Regions from separate parts of the Anas platyrhynchos genome. Here all the other regions are linked to region 1. Evidence: chromatin contacts called from public Hi-C data. All regions are on one chromosome and are shown on one strand. The core of a region is the stretch at or near the end of the contact, and the rest is flanking DNA. Distances in the headings are between cores, read along the strand shown.

Region 1 (3,344 bases), core at 528-3,027:
CAGGGACCTCCTGCAGTCTCCATGACTTCAGCCAGACCCGTTAGCACCCTTGGGTGCATCCTACACGGTCCTGTGGACTTGTGAATGCCCAGTTGGCTTGTGTGCTGCTTGGTCCTGGCCTGGGAGCTTGCCCTGGCTCACCACCCATCCCACGTCAGAGCTGCATGTATTGCAGCTCTGTGCAGAGCTTCATCTCTGCCTCTCCTCCTCCTCCTCCTCTTCCTCATCAGCTTGACCATGATGGGCCTCCATCCACAGCAGCATCGCAATCACCATGTGCCTGCATGCCCAGCTCCTCAAGGAATCACAGAATGCTTGGGGTTGGAGGGGACCTTAAAGATCACCTGGTTCCAGCCGCTTGCCACGGGCAGGGATGCCACCCGCTGGATCAGGTTGCCCAGGGCCTTGAGCACCCCCAGGGATGGGGCATCCGCAGCCTCCTCCTGGTGTCATGCTGGGCTGTGGCCGCTCTGCGATCAGGAGAGTGGTGCAAGAGGCTCCTCCAGCATCCTCTACCTCAGGTGCCTCCTTTCCACCTCCCCGTGCCTCCCAGCTCTCCAGGTCATGGTCACCCTTCCCTGGTGCTCCTAGCTAGAAGCCCTCCTTGCCAGGTCAGCCCCTTGGTCAGGTGCTCCAGCCACACTTGCTCCGGCAGACCCCATCCCTGTCTGATCCCCGGTGAGGATCCTGTGGCTGAAAAGCCACAACAGTGCCCTGGAGCTGAGCGCTGCCCCGCAGGATGCTCCCACCAGCAGGACTGAGGATGTGATGGGGCTCCCTCACCCCACAGCCACTCTTGATATGCTCAGGGTCACCCAGCACTGTCACTGGTGCCATGTGTGAGCAGCACGGTGTGACAGCCCCAGGGACAGCATCCCAGATCCTTCCCCTGGCAGGCAGCAAAGTCGCCGGCACAGCACGTGGGGCATCCGAAACCCTCAGGGTTGCTCGGCTGGTGCGGGACGTGAGGCGATGAGCCCCAGTATGGCAGGGTTGGGGGAGAGGCACCCACCTGCCCATCTCATGCCCCAGGGGCTCCCAACAAGGCTGTCTCCACAAGGTCATTCCCACCTATGTCTGGAGCAAGGGCAGCAGCAAGGTGAGCACACAGGGGTGTGCCCCGGGCACATTTCCATGCTGCAGCAGCATCCTGGTCCAGATGCTGAGAGCATGGGGCAGGCAGAGAGCCCACGCAGCATCTTGCGAGCTGCAGAAGTGCTTTTGGGGCCAAAGCCCCCAAGCCCCGGTGTTTGGGGTGGGCTGCAGCAGGGCGCTGGTGTGACGGGGGGCGCGCAGGGGAGGGCTCACCTTGATTTTCTGCACGGTGCAGCTTTCCTCCTGGCCCTGGCTCCAGACGGTGATGCCAGCCTTGTTGTAGTGGCAGTGCCAGCCCTCCAGGCTCTCGCACTGCTCCTTGAATGAGCTGAAGTCGGAATCATCCGGGATATAAACCATCTCCCCCGCCCTGGACATGGGGGCTGAGCTGAGGGAGGCTCCTTCTGCCTCACCGCCCGGGGAGCCAGCTCCTGCGCGCGGCTCACGCGGCCATCCTCATCCTCACGGCCCCGAGGATGCACAGAGCCCTGCGGCCACACGGCACGGCGGGGAGGAAGGCTCCTGCCCTGCGGGTGCTACGGCAGCTGCCGGCAGCTCAGATGTCTTCCCAGGCTCTCCGGGATCACGTTTCTCTCCAGCTGCCCGCCGGCTCCTCTATTATTCAGCAGGTAGCAGCACGCGGGTGGCTCGGTTTTCAGGGCAGAGCTGCCCCTGGCCCCCTGTGTCCCCGTCCCTGCCATCCCTACCGTCCCCTGGCAATCTCTGAGCCTGACTTCGCAGCAGCAGCTTGCTGGCAGGAGCACGGAGGAGGAGATGCAGCACCCAGCTGTGCCCTCTCTGTCACCTACCAGGGGGACAGTCCCATCCCTCATGCTGCTGGCCTCACGCCTGCCGGGTCCCAGGACACAGCTTGTCCCAGTTGTCACCCTCTTGTCTGCCACCTCGTCCCCGGTGCTTTTTGTTGGGACCCTGCCCATGCCCTGGGTGGAATCTGGCGTTACCTGTCCCACCTGGGCGATGTCCATGAGCTCCCCGTTGGTCACAATTTTGAGCTTCTTGGTGTCCACCTGGGCTGAGGCTCGGCCTGTGCAGCCTCCCAGTGCAGCCTCGCCTGCAGGGCTGTGCCACGGGTGATGTGGGTCCCCAACCAACCCACAGGGGGGATGCTGAACACGGTCCCAGACCTCACCCTGCAGCACCCATCTTGAGCCCAGCCACCAAGCAGGCATCGAGGCACCCTCACTTGGGCAAACGCCCCTGGAAGGAGCTCCCCAGCTGCTCAGCTGCACAACCAAAGTCACCAAAACCACCCCCTGGTTTGTGAGACCCCACTGCGGGGTCACTGAGGGCTTCACTGTGCCCAAAGGAACCTCACGAGGCTGAGCAGGGCCAAGTGCAAGGTGCTGCACTGGGGTCGGGGCCACCCCAAAGGTGAGCGTGGGCTGGGCAGGGAATGGGCTGAGAGCGGCCCCCAGCAACCCGGGGGTGCTGCTGGATGAGAAGTGCAAGGCGAGCCAGCAACGGGTGTGTGAGCAGCTCGGAAAGCTGACCACATCCTGGGCTGCACCCCAAGCAGCGAGGCCAGCGGGCGAGGGAGGGACTGTCCCTGCTGCCCCCGCAGCGCTGCCCTCGGGGGCTGCTCGGGGCTGCTGGAGAGGGGCCACGGGGGTGTGAAGGGGGCTGCAAGGAGCTGGGGAGGGACTTTACCAGGACACGCAGTGCTCGGATGAGGGGGGTGGTTTTAAATTAAAAAAGGAGGGATTTAGACGAGGTGTTAGGAAGAAACCCTTTACCATGAGGGCGGTGAAGCCCTGCACAGGCTGCCCCCGCAGGATCCACCCCAGGGGGGTGCCGGGGCCGCCCTGGGACTGGATGCGCCTGGAGCGGCCGAGCAGCGGGGAGCGATCGGGGCCGGTCCCCGGCTGGGGCTGGGCTCGGGGCGTCCCCGGCTCCCGGCCCTGCAGTCCGTGGGTCGCCCACTGGGTGTCACGCGTGCTCCACCGGTGACAGCGACAGGGAGAGGCCGGGGGACGGCCGGGAGGTGGGGGCGAGCCGCGGCCGGGGGGAGCCGCCTGCGTTTCGCCGTCAGGCAGGGGGTGGGATGGAGCACCGACGGCCTTCCTCCTCCTCCTCCTCCTCCTCCTCCTCCTCGCTCTGCTCTGCCTCCCCCCCGCTCCTGGCAGGGCCTGAAGCCACCCACGGTCGCCTCCTTGGCCGCCCCGAGCCCTGCCAAGGAGGGGGGACAGGGCGGGGACAGCTCTGGGTGTCACCGTGCAGCTGGATGCTGC
Region 2 (3,344 bases), core at 301-2,800, 460 kb after region 1:
TGCAAGTGCAAGTTAGGCCACACAACGCTGCTAGAAATCCTCTTCCCAACACTGGAAGCAGTTTTATATAAATTTACTTTTTTCTCCTACCTTGCAGACACCTCAGAAGCAGTTACCCCAACACTGGACACCTCTGGCACTACTCTCACATACGAGAAGTCTCCACTGACTGTGGCAGCTTTTGGTAAGGTCCTGTGCAACCTGGGGAGAAGGAGGAGGTCTTTTTTGTCAGGTCACACAGTGCTGGACACCCTGCTCCAACAGTGTGTCCCTGGGCACAGCTCCTCAGTTTCTCTCTTTAGCACGTGTGATCCTGTAATGTTCAAAGCACAAGGGGAAAAATCTTGACATCTAGCACCAGCAGGCCAGGTAATAATAAATACTCCTAGCCATGACCAGTACACAAAGGACAGAACGTGGAAGCCCTTCGTGGCTATGCCTGAGCTGGGGATCTTGCTCCTAGCTGCAGTGTGGAGCAAGACACATCCCAGCTGTGTTAGAGCAAGACCTGCACACAAATTATCCCATGCTACACCCTGGTTTCCCTGACAGGGTCTACAATAAACATACTACCTTCCTGGAAAAAGGAAGCTTAGCCTTTTAACCCCACAAACCTGTTCATATTCTGCCCCAGCCCTGCCTTATTGCCCTCCTTGTACACTTGCACCCTGCCCAGCAGGAAGCAGAGAACTCCTCTACACCATTCAGACCTTGTGAAAGAAAGGGGCAGGAGACACCAGACCTTATTCTGACAATAGCTTTGAAGATAGGGACAGGGTAAATTTAAGAGATCCACTCTGCTTTGGACTATACTGTCCCCTTCCTCCATGAAGTTAAGGAAAAAAAAAAAAAAAAAAAAAGTTTGCTTCTACTGCACTATAGGAAAAATCTTTACTTTTAAAAATACTTCTGAAATAAAAGTTAACTTTGTAACTATCATTTGCTTATGTACTACAAGGGAAGCCACAGAGTCCTGAAACTGCCTTAACAGGATGAGAGTCCTGTACAAAGCACAATTTACAGATGCCAGAATCAAATCTGTGTCTGGCCACTGGTTCATGCGATAGTTCACACTGTTCAGTCAATCAGCTTGTCTCGCCCCATTATATTATGTATTTATCTGACTTTACACACCTTTAGGATAAGATTTCTCAGCAGCAATAGGGATGTGCTGACCCCAATTAACCCCCAGTGTAATCAACTGACCTCTGCCTTCCTGTCACTGCCTTATCACCTAAATACGCACCAGAAGCCCTTTGAAGCTAAAGCACAGGAGGGTGAAACCATTCACTCTAGTGACTATTTACTTCCCTATGTCTTACATCCCGTGCTCATTTTAATGAAAATATTGATTTCCTACCCAAATTTTGATGAGTCAAGACCCTGCACTACCCCAGAAGCCAAGGACGGGAGTGTTGTTGTATCAATAGCAGACAGTTCTTTCCTCCATCCCCAGGTGTCATCAGCTTCATAGTTATCCTGGTCGTGGTGGTGATCATCCTCGTCAGCGTGGTCAGCCTGAGGTTCAAGTGTAACCGCTCAAAGGACTCAGAAGGTATTTGCCCAGGACCACCTCTCCCCCCCTAATAAAAAGTCATTGGTTACTAAGTTTATTTGGCAATTCCTAAATGAAGGACAACCTTTTAAAAAAATCTTACCTGGTGGGACGTTTTGAAGCCCAAGTGAAATATAGATTTCACAGTTAGGAATGGAGTGTGACCACCTCTTTGAAACCCCTGTCCAGATCCATCTGCACAAGGAAACAGCCTCAGCTGCTGCACATGCTGCAGTTAGATGTGCCCATTCCCACAGGCAGGCAGCTCTTCCAGCGGAAATTATGGAGTTTGACACTCATTTTCTCTCAGAATCCCATTTCCCATTAAGCACTGCCCACTAGAGGGCAAGACTGATCTACAGCAGGACAGAGGATGCTAGCAACTGAACAGGCAGCAAAGCATTCAGTCCTGCCTGTATAGTGTTACATTATTTCAAGCACTTTTTCTAATCAACTCTCAAGTGTCCGGTGGTGTCTCTAATCTCATCTGGATTTCATTTATAACCCTGTACAACATAATTCTGCATGCAGCCGACTTATTGCATAGCTGTCATGTTTTCTCACCTGCATGTCACCAACTACTTCTCTCCCTCCAGACAAACAGAAGCCGGGGAGCTCCATGGTATCGGAGAGGTAAGGTCACTCGCACTATTCACACCCTGTTGAAAATGCATGTTTTATTCCACAACTCATTTTAGCCTGGGGAATAAGTGGCTTTGGCTACTCCAGTTTGAAGAAAAAAATCAGGACTTTGAGACAGGCAAAAAACACAAGTGCTGGTAAAGCCTCATCCTGCGTCTGATGGAGTCAAAGGTAGAAATTCAATGTTTAGGGGCCCCATTTCACAGCTGCACTGATAGCTGTGAAGGCTCCTCACCTTCCAAAAAGCAATTTGTCTTTCCTTGCCTAGATACAGATGAGAACCTTGGGTTCTGCATTTCAAAGTAGTCTCAGCAAGATGAGATCATTCCCCTCAAAAAAATAAAAATTAAAATTAAAAAAAAATCCAAGACCCCTGTTACTGCTATCTAACAGAATTGGGATAAGGGGGTGCAAGTGGGGGGTACAACCCAGAGCCCTTTGGGAGAGAAGCACCATGTGGAGGATGGTCTGCCTGAACCCCACAGACAGTCACTGCTGCCCAAGAAAAAAGGCTGCACGCAGAAAGCACCATAAAACAAGGGCTGGAAGGGACCTAAGATGGGGAGAAAGTGTAAAAATATATTGCTCCTACTTTCCTATCCCTTCCCAGCAAGGTAACACCCCTGCTGTGGAAAGAAGTAATGGATATAGGGAGCAGTCACTAAAGGTTTAGATGAGAATTTGCATCTTTTGTCAGTGGTTCCTAGATCATTATCATAATGGGTATTTAAGTGATCTGCAGTCACTGAGATGGGGCACATCAGAGCAGAGGCACCCTAAACACCAAGGTCACCCATTCTCCTTTGGCACTGAATGCCAATTCCAGCCCTCAGGGCAGGGAGAAAGGGGAACCCCAGCTTCCCAACACGCGTACCTCTCACTCAGAAGAGAGGGGCTGGCAATACACGAGCAGCAGCAGCTGGTGCAGAAAGATCCAGGGCTCCCTTTGCATGACAGCTGCTGCAGATTTAAGAGCACAGCACAAAGGGCACGATAATGTTTCCTTTTCTTCCAGTTCTGGTAATGCCTACAGGGCTAGAAGGTAATGTAGTCACAGAGCACTGGATCCACACTGCTCCTTGATTCTGCCTACCTTGGCAGTACAGACAGCTGTGCTGTCTGCTGGCAAACAGCAAATCTGTATCCA
Region 3 (3,344 bases), core at 472-2,971, 440 kb after region 1:
GTGGCTGCACGTTAGAGCTGCTGCTTCTGGGAAATCGTACTCATTTCAGGATTCAGTAAAACCTTAATCTACAGCATAATCTCTGAGCATCACATCTGTGCAAGAGAAAAAAAAAATGGTTGGAGGGGGGGAGGGAGGCCACTAACAGAGGTTTTGTGAAAGCAAAATCTGCTGTGAGATGATCAAGATGATGAAAATCAGGTTGGACGAGGGCAACCTGATCCAGTGGGTGGCATCCCTGCCATGGCACGGGGTTGGAACCGGGTGATGTTTGAGGTGCCTCCCAACCCGAGCAGTTCTGTGATGCTGTGATGCTATGATCCCGTGTTGGCTGCTTTTAGTTTGCGTTATGGTGTCCCCAGCTGGGCTCAGCACGCCTGACATGGCTCAGGGCAGTCTTCTGGAGGCAGAGGGCTGTTCGGGATGGGGGACAGACACAAGGGACGTGTTGGAAACCTGCGTTGTCCCAGTGCAGAGAGCAGAGCTCTGGACCCACAGGGCTGAGCACGGAGCAGCCCAGGGCAGGAGGTGCAAACCCTGCGCTCCCCCAAACACCTGCCCCCCCTCCAATCCAGCCTCCCCTGGGCTGCCAAAGGGAAACAAGCCCATTTCCCCTATAACAAGGCTTTTTGTAAGGAAACAAAGGGCTCTGCGTCTTGCCTAGCACAAAGAGGGGCAGCGCAGCCTTTGAGGAGTCTGAGGCAGGGAGGAGCAGCCACCAGGGACAGGCACCCACACAGCTCCCAGTCTGACCAGTCAGCCCCAGCGGGGACTCTGCTGACCGCACACCCGCTCTGGGTGTGATGCAGAGGGCACAGGGGCCAATGCTGAGGAAATTTCTGGCACTGTAACACCACCACCCTCTGGATTTGGCCCCCAGAGTCCTGCAGGGACCCTCTGAGACAGGCGGGTGCTGAAGCCCTTCCCACATGGAGGCTCTAAGATCCGTTTCCCCCATAAACTCCCACTCACACCCAGCACAGGGCAATGTATTGCCAGTGAAGCTCAAGCTATGCCAGCAGGGGACAGACAGAATGTGCAGGCAGGTGCCCAACCCAGCACAAAGTCAGGGCCAAGAGGCTCAACGTCCCGAGCCCCCTGGTGAGCAGGGCTGGGTGGGGGGCAGGACCAAGCCAATTTTCCAGTTTGATCAAAGAACGGGATTAGGGTCGATCTAAGCCTGTCTCGTGCAGGAGGCCCTGTGGGGAAGGATGCTGCTGCTACCCAAAAAGCAGCATCCCAAAACCAGCAGTCCTGGTGCCCACACTTGCTGGAGCTGCACGGGGAGGAGCAGGACGAGGGCTCAGAGGACGCGGAGCACGGGCTGTGAGATAGCCCAGCTCCTCTAGGATCAGGCATTTCCAAACCCCTCTCGGGGATTTTAAGAAATCCCCTCTCAGGGGATGACCAGCTCCTCCAGACCAGCGCAGCCCTCACGACTGATGCGGAGCAGATCACCTGGGGCACACCCTTGCCCCAGACGTAATCTCCAAAAAAAAAAAAACCACCCAAGTACTACAAAGACCCTACTGAGGCCCAAGGCCAGGCAGGCCCGCTGTGCCGCTGCTCTCCCTGCTATGAGAACTGAACTCCCCAGCACATCGATGGCGAGGTTTCCTTTGCCGTCGGTAAGCGATGTCTCATATCCTCTCCGACCATAATGGGCTTAAAAACACAGTTCCCCTGTGGATTCAGCCCGTTTCCTTCTATTCTTTAACAGGAAGCTCTGCTAGAATCAGCCCAAGCAGGCAAATCGTTCCTCACCCTCTTTTCCCTCTCGGTATGGACACAGCCCCAGCCGAGCTGCACAGCCACGAGCCGAGGGGAAGATGCTGGCTCCGTCCGTGCACCCGCTCCTGTGGCTGTTTGGCTGCGTGCTCATCAGAGGTAAGGCGCTACGAGGACGGTGACACGGTGCCAGGGGTGGGTTTGGGGAGCCCAGCCCCCCAAAGGGAGCCGGGCAGAGATTTAAGCGTGGAGTAGCTGCCGTCAGAAAAACCCGAGCTTTAAATTCAGGGGTGGCAGGAGTCAGGTTGTTGGGGGGAATTTGGCCGTGTCAGGTGTTATGGGGTTGGTTTGACTGTGCTGGAATAGCAGAAATTGTTTTCTGCTTAACAAAAGGCTTGTTTCTGTTGAGGCATACTGAGGCACTGTGTCGCAAGTGGCTTCTGTCAAATAGGGGTAAAGGTGGAACTTTTACATGTACAGGGCATTTTCCTCAGAAGTAATTTTTTTTCTTGACTTTAGATTTTCTTCTTGCTGATGTAAACACAAAGAGAGCGTAAGTCGGGTGCAAGAGTCACGCAGTACGTGCATTGTCCTTATTGCAGTAATTCTGCTCCTAATTTTCCTTCAGACGTGGGTCGTGGTGGGGGATGCAGTGAGCGTACCTCCAAGGAACGGGTTTCCCGTGGTGAAGTGTGACAGGTTGCCTTCTCCTGCAGCCAGCCACCTCTTGTGCTGCTGACAGCTGTAGGAGCTGTGAGCTCAGAGGCATTCAGAGGCACAGACTGCACGTCACTGCTGCTTCTAACAGAAAGCCACCTAAAAATAATACCCTGTTTCTTGAATCCAAAGATTTTATTATTAAACCACGAAGTTGCCTATAGGTTACAGCCACCACATGGGTATTCAGAGGGTTTTTAAAAGACACGGAACATGAAGACAAGTCAGGTGCTGGCTCTCAGTAGGAAGAGCACGTAGACTGGAAAATGTCTCTTTATTAGGGGGCTGCTGACTTCAGCAGAGGGGTAAATTGTGCCTGGAGTAACTTTGAAGCCCCTTGGCCATGCTGCTGTGCTTCTTAACACCTGGCCAGAGGGCATTTCTTCCCCCTTACAAATATTTGGCATGGCTTGCACAAGACAGGGATGTTAACAAGGTTGTCAGCACTCTGAGTCAGCCGCACTCTGCCAGGACCAGCCCTTGGTTTGATCACGCTACCCAAGATATTTGCTCCCCAGGTTGACCCCAGCTGTTGCAGGATCAGGTGGAAGGGATGCCAGCTCTATCCTTCAGTCCTGAGTGCGTCACTGTAACTCTGTTCTCTGCAGTCAGCTTCAAATCACGGGGCAGGGGCTGTTCCCACTAGGTGTGTGATGCCAACGGGGCCAGTAGGTGCAAATGATGAGAATGGCATTGCTGGTGCTTGCTGTGCTGCAGTCGGACCTCTGGCTTCAGTCAAAACCAGCCTTCAACATTATCGTGTGTTTTGTATCATTTTATTTGCATGACAGCTCTGAACTAGAAATTAAATGAAGATTAAAGCCGATGTTATATTAAAGTCACTAAGGTGGCCTGCTACTTGGGGGCTATCGCTGCTTTGCCTTTTGCAGAAGCCTAAG

Evidence for each region. Hi-C and Micro-C count contacts between places; a contact is called where the count stands out from the background.
Region 2: a Hi-C map of skeletal muscle shows a contact between it and region 1, with 3 times the contacts expected there. The contact joins the promoter of SMIM33 here to the promoter of LOC101797130 in region 1. A contact is called at or near these places in 2 of 8 Hi-C or Micro-C datasets (skeletal muscle and subcutaneous adipose tissue).
Region 3: a Hi-C map of subcutaneous adipose tissue shows a contact between it and region 1, with 3 times the contacts expected there. The contact joins the promoter of ECSCR here to the promoter of LOC101797130 in region 1. A contact is called at or near these places in 2 of 8 Hi-C or Micro-C datasets (skeletal muscle and subcutaneous adipose tissue).

The regions. Positions count from the first base shown.
Region 1 is chr14:12,978,725-12,982,068 of IASCAAS_PekinDuck_T2T, forward strand. LOC101797130 (START domain-containing protein 10) reads right to left here and starts at 1,778. Exons shown (of 6, transcript XM_027468337.3): 1 at 1,309-1,778. The coding sequence starts at 1,473.
Region 2 is chr14:13,436,546-13,439,889 of IASCAAS_PekinDuck_T2T, forward strand. SMIM33 (small integral membrane protein 33) reads right to left here and starts at 1,551. Exons shown (of 5, transcript XM_027468657.3): 1 at 1,361-1,551. It overlaps ECSCR (endothelial cell surface expressed chemotaxis and apoptosis regulator), which reads left to right. Exons shown (of 11, transcript XM_005024912.6): 7 at 98-184; 8 at 1,457-1,555; 9 at 2,152-2,188.
Region 3 is chr14:13,419,484-13,422,827 of IASCAAS_PekinDuck_T2T, forward strand. It overlaps ECSCR (endothelial cell surface expressed chemotaxis and apoptosis regulator), which reads left to right and starts at 1,722. Exons shown (of 11, transcript XM_005024912.6): 1 at 1,722-1,887. The coding sequence starts at 1,830. SMIM33 (small integral membrane protein 33) reads right to left here. Exons shown (of 5, transcript XM_027468657.3): 3 at 1-95.